2 separate regions of the Mus musculus genome follow, and region 1 is linked to region 2. Evidence: chromatin contacts called from public HiChIP or PLAC-seq data. All regions are on one chromosome and are shown on one strand. The core of a region is the stretch at or near the end of the contact, and the rest is flanking DNA. Distances in the headings are between cores, read along the strand shown. Region 1 overlaps Plppr1 (phospholipid phosphatase related 1). Region 2 overlaps Plppr1 (phospholipid phosphatase related 1).

Region 1 (5,441 bases), core at 1,599-4,098, 70 kb before region 2:
TGTGAATTTGGATCCCTGAGTCCTTTTAGTTTGGCTGATATGTATAAACATGAAGGGCTGACCATTTCGTATTAGATAATTGATTAAGGAGCTCCTCTGGGGTAGAATGCTTCTGCTCCTCTTATCCATCATCGAAATTGTTTGAGGCTCTTCATCTAGGGATGAGGCCTTGTGAGATTTCCCCCACTCACACTGGCATGTCAGCTGTATTGTCATTATCCAGGACTTGTTTAGACAGACATATTGTTGGAATTTCATAGATGCAGTTTCCTTGTCATATATGGAAGATACTATCATGTAGCAGACATCCTAGTCCTCTGGCTTTTACAATCTTTCTGCCTCCTCTACCATAATATTCTCTGAGTTGTAAATGTAATACACAGGACCAGGCACCCCACAGTTAACAGTTCTCTGCATTTGACCAGTTGTGGATATTTGATATGATTCTGTCTGCCACCAAAAAAAAAAAACAAAAACAAAAACAAAAAAAACCAAAAAACTCTTTTGATGAGGGGTGGGAATTACACTTCTCTGTGGGTGTAAGGATAATTATTTAGAATGCAATTAGAGGTCATCCTAATTTAGCAGAGTGGCAGTAACAGATTCTCCTGTGGGCTGCATGGACTTTCCAGCTAAGGTAAGTTGGCTGTTTACCTACCAGTCATGGTTTTCCCATGGACCAAGCCTTAAGTCCAATTAGATGGCTTTTGGGTATCTCCAAGACATAAGTGCCACTATTTTACCCTTGTGAGCACATCATTCCACATGGGCTATTGTTGTGGTCCATGGGTATTACAGCTGGGTATAATTATAAACTTCTATTCTCCCTTGGGAGCTTGCATAGCACCTTCAGCTACTGTGAGAGCTAATACTCAATATTCTGCCTGGGAGAATTCCATAGTCATAGACATTCAAATTTTTGTAGATTTTAAAAGTGACCGAGGAAATGAGGAAAACAATATAGAGAAGTTGCCAGCATTGTGAGAGTACCCTTTATTCTGGACTTTCAGCTTTCACAATGAGTGCCATGTCCTCTAGATCTGCAGGGAGGCTCTGCTTCCTTTACTTCCAAAACTTTGATTAGCTCAAGAATTACCGACTTTTGCTTTATCATACATAGATAGAAACAAATAATAGGCACTATCACTAGACACTTCCCGTGCCTTTTAACAGCTCAAGTAGGCAATGCTGTTGGTATGATAGTGTTTCGAAAACCATTCAGTGCCTCTGATAAAATACTAGCAATTGACTTCTGACCTGGTCCAAGAGCTACGTCTACCTGCTCAGAGAGCTGTTGAGACTCTGCATGGTGTTGTAGAAAAGCCAAACCATATATTCCAAAAACCACGAAGTTCACTGACACCATTTGTTTTGTTGGACAAGAAAAATGGAATCTTGAAATAGTTTCACTAAAATCCTGCTGTCAATAAAAAACTAAAGCTCACTGTAATGTCCAGGTAATTTAACAAGTCCAAATTTCTAGGCAAACATTTGTGACAAAAACAAGACAGAAACAAAAAAATCCTAAAACAATCAAATGGTCAATCTTTCTAACATGTCACCAGTCAGCAGTCATTGGATGGCATACCTTTACACTAGGAGTAGCTCAAAATCATGCAATGAACAAGCAAATGAACAAATAACCAAACTAACGAACAAACATCACTAAAGGAAATCAGGATCACTAACCTCTAATATGGACAGAAAATGTGGAATTTTTTTAAAGTTTTTTTTTTTTTCAATTCAAAAAAACTTAATTGGGTTGTCTGTCTGTCTGCTCCAGAAGAGAGTGTAAGTTGTAAAGACCGAGTATAGTAGCAACAGTGGTAAGAGAATTTTTTTTATTTAAGAAGTCACGTGCAGTACAGTGGAAATGGATGTGACTTAAAAATGTCAAAGAATCTTAACACAGGAGACTGTTCAGAGCCCGGAAGAGGCAAATTCTGAAGGAGCACACAGCCAACAATGTAACAATGTCTCCTTTACTTCAGCAGCTGTGGCCTTCATCAGCCAGCCAATGGTCCGCGGCAGTGACAGTCTACTCTGATCTGCAGCTAGTCTTGCATTTGATTCAAAGAGCTTGCACAAATGTACACATGAAGATTTGCAAGTTCAGCTAAACTGTGGCTTTGTATCAAATTGTGTTTAGCTTTTCCTTCCTGAGGAAATTGCAATTGTTGCTGAGTAGCCTCTGTGTGTGTGTGTGTGTGTGTGTGTGTGTGTGTGCGTGTGCGCGCGCGCGCGCGTGTGTGTAAGCACTGGAGTGTAAGCTGTGAGCGATTTCAATTCTCTTGGGCAGGGAGTCAAATGTTCTGCTTCTTCAATGCTAAATACTCCCCAGTCACTTCATTGTAAGGCCAAGAGAAAGGTTTAATAGCTATCTTCTCATGCCTTGTGCCACTGGGACTGAGATAAAATAAGGGTAGATCAGATTCTCTGCCCAGTAAATCCTCTTATTCAAGCAGGCTCTCTGGCTCCCTTCCTTTGCCTGAGAGGCTGAGTTTATTCAGAAGGCCCAAGGCAGTACTTATTTAGCCAAGCTGTCCAGGTAGTCAGAGCACACCCTGCAGGTTTCTTTGAAGTATGGGTTACCACTGTGGGATAAACAGTTCTGGACACAATAAATTCTCTAAGCTTTAACATTTCCTAAAGACCTGATAAAACGGTGGCACTGGCCCCGTGCACGCGATCCCAAGTGGCCTTGCCTCAATATGAGGTTGATATGTTTTGACAGGAAAGCCTAAAAGGGAAACCAGGAAGCTGACAGGTCAAATGGTACAGTCTTTACCCTCATCCCTCCCCTGAGTATATGCAGCTGTGAATGGGGCTGTTAATGGCCATATGTGGAGTCATAGGAGTGTGACGTTCAGTTCAGCCACTGTCGTTATTTGCAGATGCACAGAAAGCCAAGGACAATCCAGCTAGAGGTAAATTTTTTTTTTTTAAATCACTGCTAGTTACCATACAGACCACTCAAAGAGGGTCCTGCTCTCATTATACTCCAGGGAGCACAGAGGAGTCTTTGAAGGAGAAACAAGTAAGAGCTTTAATTCTGTGACACATGCAAAGCCCAGAAACACAGAAGTGGATCCAGAAAGGAAGCTCTGACTTGCTGAGAACCTAATGTGGAGACTCTCATCAAAATCTTCCTTTTTGTGTTCTCATGACATCTGAGAACTAGAGGGGTCCTGGAAATCACTGAACCTGATCCCCGTTGAAGTGTAGGGATGAGAACCTGCAAGAAGCTAAGCAACTAGAAACACCAGCTATTGCCTCCCCGTCCCGTGTCCCCGTCCCCCGTCCCCCCCCCCCCCCCCCCCCAGTTTGTGGGAGATGACTGCTCACTGAAGGCAGTGAAGCTGGGGGCCTCTGAGTCTGTGCTGAAGTGTACTCCAGCACTCGGAGGCCCTGACACGCCATTCTGGCTGCCGTTGAGCAAGTCGTGTCTCACTGACACCGGAAGTGAACGCAGCTCCTTTCCCTTTCAGAGGAGCCCTGGCTTGCGGCTGCTCACTAATTTTGAGATCCCGAGGGAAGATCACTGGTGACTAGACGACTAGACTGAGGATTAGACGGCTCTCTGCTATGAACCCATCAGCTGTGCTCAGCCCTGGTTCTCAGCAATGCCCCTAACATGAGAGGGAAAACAAAAACAGGACCCAGTGAGAAGATCGCTGTCCATCTGTTTATAGAAAAATGGAACCTTGAGGACAACGTTTAGCCAAACTGTGCCTCAGTGTCCTCAACTGAAAGGTGAATGGACCTGTAAACTCAGTATCCTGTGTTCGTTGGCGTAGCCCTGTTCCAGCTCACTGGGTTGCTATGTCACTCATGCAGACAACACCTGCAGAGTATACATCAATTATAAAATGCTTTCTTTCCTTTTAGGTATACAAAACAATGTTTTTCATTATAAAATTTTCATACATTTGTCATCATTCTTTGGTCACATTGATCCACCCTTGCTCTCCTTACCCTGGCCCAAATCGGTCCTCCCTCCAAATAGTTTCCCATATTTTCCTTTTCCACTTTTATGTGCACTTAACACTTTGACGAATTTTTTATTATATTTAATAATTATATTGTTTTCTGATGCTATTTTTTGCTCACATTTGTTAATGATTCATTGACCTTAGATATCTTTTTGTTTTAAATGGGCAAAATCTCAATACATTTATAGGAAGATAAAGAGAATGATAATATTCCCTGAAACTAGGAAGAAAAGAAGAAAATACATTAGTAACTCAATGGGTCAATCAGCAATTCATGTCTGAACACATATGAAAATGATATACATAGAAAACAGAAGGGAGCACAACCCAGTTCCAGACTAAACCACTGCTTCATGTCAGAGCCAGTCCACTCTAGACAGAGTTTTACTTTCTTCCTTGTTTTATCTGAGGTCTTCTGACTTTTGAGGCACATGCCTTCTATCTATGCTTTCTCCTCTTTCTAGGGCTGATAAGCAAGGAAGGGAGATATAGAAGTTATGTCCGGTTCCCTCTAGAAGAGTTCGTACAGGGATTCTCAATGGAATGTCATAATTCTCAGATGAGGACATTCGTCCTGCGATGCCAAAGTTGGTGAAGGGTAGTTTCTACCAGGTTCTGTACTCCCTGGCACTAAAGGTATGCTAGGAACTTTAGGAAGTCATTTTTAAATCCAATGGCAACCTTGTCTTGTCTTGTCTAGGAGAGATCAGTGAGGAGAGCCAGATGCGCTGCTCTCTAGACCTAAGGTTTGCAGCCACCCTGATATATTATGCTGCATCTCATCAATGTTACTCTCCCTTCTCCTGAAGTCTTGGTAGTTAAGGGCTCCTCTGAGGCTGGGTTGATGATTTTTAATAAATTTAAAGTATGACAACTCATTACTGCTATATCCTCAAAATTATGATCACTTTCTCATCATAAGGCCTTTCCTGAGTGGAAGCATTTCCACTCAGGACAGCATTTGAATTAAATGTCTGAGCCATCGCGCTGCTCTTCAGGACGCTAGTTGGTATTTTTATTTAGGCCTTGGATAAAGGAGAGCAGAAGGCATGTCAGAGGTGAGGTGGATGAGTTGGAGAGCAACTATTGAAAAGGAAAGGACAGAATGGGGACTAAGATACTGGGATTAGTCTGTCCTGGTAACAGCAATGGGTTCAGTCACAGAAATGTTTACTTTAGCACTCTCATAAAATGATAATGTCTAAATGTTAAATCACTCGACTGGCTCACTTGGATATGCAAGCTTTATGTCCTTGAAGCAGTCTCCCTCCAGAGCTGTCTGTCTGATTTTTGACCTCGGTAGAGAGAAAAATGAAATAAATGAAGGTAAGGTTGCAACTGAGCTAGCTCAATGTGACGTGACTTCTACAGGGGCAGAGACATCAAATTTTTGGGTCAAGTATTTTGTTCATCTCTGGCCTTTGCAGTTCAGCTGTAGCAGCAGGAGGT
Region 2 (5,494 bases), core at 2,689-5,188:
AGAGAATTTTATTGGGAACATGTCAATAGGAATGTAATCTCAAAAAGAGGTTAATTTTTATGGCAATAAATGAAAATACACATTCATGAAAAAACATACTTTTTTATTTTTATTTTTTACACATTTTTATTAGATATTTTCTTTATTTACATTTCAAATGTTATCCTCTTTCCTGGTTTCCCCTCCGAAAATCCCCTATCCCCTCCCCTCTCTGCCTGCTCACCAACCCACCCACTCCTGCTTCCTGGTCCTGACATTCCCCTCTACTGGGGCATAGAACCTTCACAGGACCAAGGGCCTCTCCTCCCATTGATGACGAAAAAGGCCATCCTCTGCTGAATATGCAGCTGGATGCCTGGAGCCTCCATTTGTACTCTTTGGTTGGTGGGGTTTAGTCCCTGGGATCTTTGGGGGTAGTGGTTGGTTTATATTTTTCCTCCTATGGGGCTGCAAACCCCTTCAGCTTCTTGGGTCCTTTCTCTAGCTCCTCCATTGGGGACCCTGTGCTCAGTCCAATGGTTGGATGAGAGCATCCACCTCTATTTGTCAGGCACTGGTAGAGCCCCTTAGGAGACAACTATACCAGGCTCCTATCAGCAAGCCCTTGTTGGCATCCACAATAGGGTCTGGGTTTGGTGACTGTATATGGGAAGGATTTCCAGGTGGTGCAGTCCATCCATTTGCCTAAGAATTTCATAATAGCTGAGTAGTTGTCCATTGTGTAAATGCACCACATTTTCTGTATCCATTCCTCTGTTGAGGGACATCTGGGTTCTTTCCAGCTTCTGGCTATTATAAATAAGACTGCTGTGAACACAGTGGAGCATGTGTCCTCATTACATGTTGGAGTATATTCTGTGTATATGCCCAAGAGTGGTATTGCTGGGTCCTCAGGTAATACTATGTCCAGTTTTCTGAGGAACCACTAAACTGATTTCCAGAGGGGTTGTATCAGCTTGCAATCCCACCAGCAATGGAGGAGTGTTCCTCTTTTTCATATCCTCACCAGCATATGCCGTCACCTGAGTTTTTAATCTTAGCCATTCTGACTGGTATGAGGTGGAATCTCAGGGTTGTTTTAATGTGCATTTCCCTGATGACTAAGGAGGTTGAACATTTCTTTAGGTGCTTCTCAGCCATTCGGTATTCTTCAGTTGAAAATTCTTTGTTTAGCTTTGTATCCCATTTTTAATAGGGTTATTTGGTTCTCAGGAATCTAACTTCTTGAGTTCTTTGTATATATTGGATATTAGCCCTCTACTGAATGTAAGATTGGTAAAGATCTTTTCCCAATCTGTTTGTTGCAGTGAAAAAATAAACATAGCTTTTGTCCACTGATTCTCAAATCACACATACATATTTTCAAAATCGTGTCCAGTTTTAAGTCTGTGCTATTCTATATGCATGAGAGATTACTGGGCTAAGATATTATTTGGCACTACAGTGTTTAATGCTACTAATCTAATAGGCATAGGATGGCTGTGAGCTTAATAAGGCTTATGGGCCACAAAACTCAGTTTCTGTGAATGAGTCCACATGGCAATATTGAACATGAGGAGAGAGACAAGGAGTTGTCTTCTTTTCAGTATTGATCCTCTAACAAGTACATGGTTTTATGCCTCAGTCCTATGAAAAGAAGGTCTATATGCAGAAGTTTAAGATACAACGCCCCAATCTGGATGTGGTGGCATGTGCCTTTATACAAGCACTCAGAAGGCAGAGGTAGGTAGGTCTCTGTGAGTTTGAGCCCAGCCTTGTCTATTCAGGGAGTTCTAGTCCAACTAAGTAGAAAGAGTCAGGCCGCATCACAAAACCAACCAACCAACCAACCAACCAACCAACCAACCATCCAATATAAAGGAGACTCCTTCATGAGTGAAGATAGAAATTCCAGGCACACCTGTGGGGCTGTTAGAATCCTGTACTAGTAGTCCAGATGTTATCAACTGTCAGTGGCATACTGGGTCATATCAATACCATGAGGCCTGCCATTAATGTTCACAGGCTAACAAAGCCTGGGAAACTCAGATCACAGCCATTCTGAATTCATTCCCTTCCCATTCACTGAACTAGCTAATCTTACTAATTTCTCATAGGATCACCTACTTCATACAGTATGACTTTCATGGATTTATCTGGTTCCACTATATAATGAACAAGCATCTTCAAATACACTGCCTGTATTTTAATATCAGAACTTTTATTTTTCAGCATTACAGACCACTTTATGATAAAGTAATGAATCACCATGTACCAAAGTCTGTTCATTTATGATTATTTCTGGAAGATAGATTTATATACTTTCGGATTTGCAGCATATTGCCAATCTACTTTGTCCAAAAACTGATATGTTAACCATCCCTTTAAAAAAGGGAGTATTTCTATCTCCTATTTTTATAGGCTCAGAGATCTAGTTGGTGTATTAAGGAAACTGCTTTGGTCTATATGGTCCATGCTCACACAGCTATGTCTGAGCTGAAAGATACTTAGAATCTGAAGGGTGTGTTAATCCTCTCCCAATCAAGTTCAAGCTAGAGTCCTATCTCCAATATACTACCTCATGGAAAGTTGTTTCTGCTTGAGGAACAATGGGGTTTCCCACATAAATCATTAATAGATAAAATCTCCGCAAACATTTTCCAGTGTCTTATTAACTGGAACTTGACTAAGTAAACCTGTAACATGTAAATGAGACAGGATTTCATTTTTAGTGGAAAAAGAACTCATGAGGACACTTAGTGATACACAACTTAGGCTGAAAAAAAAAGACTTTCTCTCTTTCCACTGTTCATTTCTATGTTGGATGTAATGGGAAATGGCCATATGCTTATGGCTCTTGATAATGAAATGCTAGTGGTAATGACATACCTGATCAAATATGAGCTTTAAAGGTCAGTTTTATGAGTCTGCAAGATTGTTTCACCTTATAAAAATAAACATGGAACCACTCTGGGATGGAGGCTCCAAAGGATTTGGTCCTGAAGAGAATGAGATGAGATGAACAGACATCTCTTATCAACAACCACAGTGTAAGAAAGTAGCCTGTATGTTAGTCAAGCCACCAGCATTTAGGTACAGCGAGTTACAGTGGCAGAATCTATTCTATACAGCAAGAATTAATAACTTGGGAGACAATTTGTGTACATTGTCTAATCTTTTATACAGTTATAATTATATGTACTATGTTCTTTAGATGCTTCAACAGTGCAGCTATAATTGTTTTCAGTATTTTGACATATTAAGGCACAATGTACACTAATGCATATGTACAAAATATTTACATGTTACAAAACTGTATTCACCAAACTTAGATTGGTAGTGAATTCTGAACGGGCAAAGAGGGAAATGAAATCCTATAAGAAAGAATACAAAGGAGCTTTGACTGCATCAGGCAAGTCCTATGATGATGATGATGATGAAATCCAAGCCAAATAATGTCAAAATGCTGAAGTTCTGTACAGCTAAATTATGAAGACTTTGCTGATTATATTTTTACTGTATAAAAGTCTAGTTGAATTCATTCAAAATGCATTTTTACAAACAGTGTTATATTGGAACTAGGAAAGATGGCTCAGGTCTTAGCACCCACATGGCAACTCATAACAGTCTGTAATCCCAGTTCCAGAGGAAGTGATGCCCTCTTTTTACTTCTGTGGGCACCAAGCATACATGCGGTGTACAGACACTCATACACATAAAAATAAAAGCAAGCAAATCTTTTTAGAAAAAAATGTCATCTAATACCAAGAGCTCAGAGTATTTTCTGAGTCTCACTAGTCAATGTAAGTCTCCATCAAGTCAAAGGATTTTGCAAAGAGCTTTAGGGAGTTGAAATCTATCTTGATCAAAATGTAAAAATGTTTTTTAGGGTCTTCAAGGAAGACAGATTCTAGGAAAGGAAGTTCACACTTCCACAGTTCAATGTGTCTTCCTTCTGGTCCCTGAAGACATAAACAAGAACTTCTCTCTAATCCACTGCTTCTCAATCTTCCTAATGCTGCAACTCTTTAACACAGCTCCTCATGTTGTGGTGATCACAACCATAAAATTATTTCATTGTGACCTCATAATTGTAATGTTGAAACTATTATGAATTATAAAGTAAATATTTGATATACAGAATATCCAATATGTAACCAATATGGAATCATGGCCCAGAGGCTGAGAACCAATAATTTAACTGGTTCTCCACTGGACAAAGTTCAGCAGTTCACTGTAATAGTGATAGCTATATATACACAGTGAAAGAAAAGAATACTTTATATTGTAAAGCTCCAAACTTTAATGTCGGAAGCTGTGTTGCCTTGGGCCAGTCAGTTTCTTCTTTGTTCTTCAGATTTTTCTTTTGGAAGTTAACATGTGAAGACAAATTTCTTTTATATAGGATCATAAATATTGTTCTACTAATGTTTTAAGCATACAGTTTTAAGGAAATATGATGTATTTGATGATAGAATATCAGTATCTGTGGATGGGAAGGGGCTGAGATCTCTGAAAGGAAGAGATTTCATTATAATTAATTCATTTCATTAACATGCTCACGAGAGCACAGACACTCTTACTCTGCTCATCCCTTTCCCAGTCTCCTCTTTCTTACTTCTGAGGTTGAGGGTTGTTTGTTTGTTTGATTTTGTTGTTGTTGTTGTTGTTTGTTTGTTGTACTTCATAGAAGCACGTACTTCTCCCAAGAGTTGCAGGAAGGAGAACTAACCATTGAGGTGATCAGAGAAGGCAGCATGGGGATGTAGGAAACCAGATTCCCAACCCCACGTCTTTGATCAAACTCACTCCCAGTTGGTTTCCTCAGCTCCTGGTCCCTTGGCATTCAGGACAAGATCATCTTGCTGGTCCTCACTTCTCTTATTTTGTGAGATCTTGTTTTAACTGGGACCTGGACCCATTCTAAAGGAGTCTCACTCACTCCCTCAGAAAATCAAAAACCAAGAATGGAGTTCTGCCTTTAAAACTAGCCTGGGGACCATGATACTTACCAAAATGGACAACTGAATATTGATTGCACCAAAAACACCATTAAGTGATGTTTGTCCAGAAAAGTATAGGCAAAAAATTTTATCATTAATATTTGCCACTGTAATTTAAAAGCCATATAAATTCATTGTTCTGCTATCTAGTAAAGTTTCTTCCTAAAATCATGTAAGCCCCCAAAATTCACATATAGCAGGATTAAACTACCCAGAGGCTGTCTCTTCTGTCGGTTTTTGGTGTGTGTGTGTGTGTGTGTGTGTGTGTGTGTGTGTGTGTGTCTATGCAAGTACACACAGGCACAAGTGTATAATTGGCTTACTTTCATCTTTGTGCCAAAACTGTTACTTTAAAATTATTCTTGTCAAGCATGTGTTACTCAGCAAGAATGCTCGGGTGCCTCACCTCATTAATTTTTCAAAAGCTCTCATGATGCATTCCTATTTCTTTCTGTTTAACAAAGTAACTGAAATCTTAAAGGACAAACAAGTTTGTATCGGCAACAAACAAT

The links. HiChIP or PLAC-seq counts read pairs in DNA pulled down with a chosen protein or histone mark.
Region 1: an H3K4me3 HiChIP or PLAC-seq map of the 230-238 cell line shows a contact between it and region 2, with 28 read pairs. The contact joins two enhancer-like sites. A contact is called at or near these places in 3 of 39 promoter capture datasets (the C10 cell line and pre-B cells) and 1 of 115 datasets of contacts at active chromatin or transcription factors (the 230-238 cell line).

What each region holds. Positions count from the first base shown.
Region 1 is chr4:49,282,873-49,288,313 of GRCm38.p6, reverse strand. The region is part of intron 3 of Plppr1 (phospholipid phosphatase related 1); the gene reads right to left. Among named protein-coding and RNA genes, the nearest start is that of Gm22685, 3.7 kb to the left of the region's middle. Within about 2 kb of position 2,848, at least 36 of the 459 cell types and tissues checked have an H3K27ac peak or open chromatin away from gene starts, as enhancers often do. A contact at or near this core is called in the 230-238 cell line, where this site is marked.
Region 2 is chr4:49,214,410-49,219,903 of GRCm38.p6, reverse strand. All of the region lies in intron 2 of Plppr1 (phospholipid phosphatase related 1), which reads right to left. Among named protein-coding and RNA genes, the nearest start is that of Gm32657, 28 kb to the left of the region's middle. Within about 2 kb of position 3,938, at least 3 of the 459 cell types and tissues checked have an H3K27ac peak or open chromatin away from gene starts, as enhancers often do. A contact at or near this core is called in the 230-238 cell line, where this site is marked.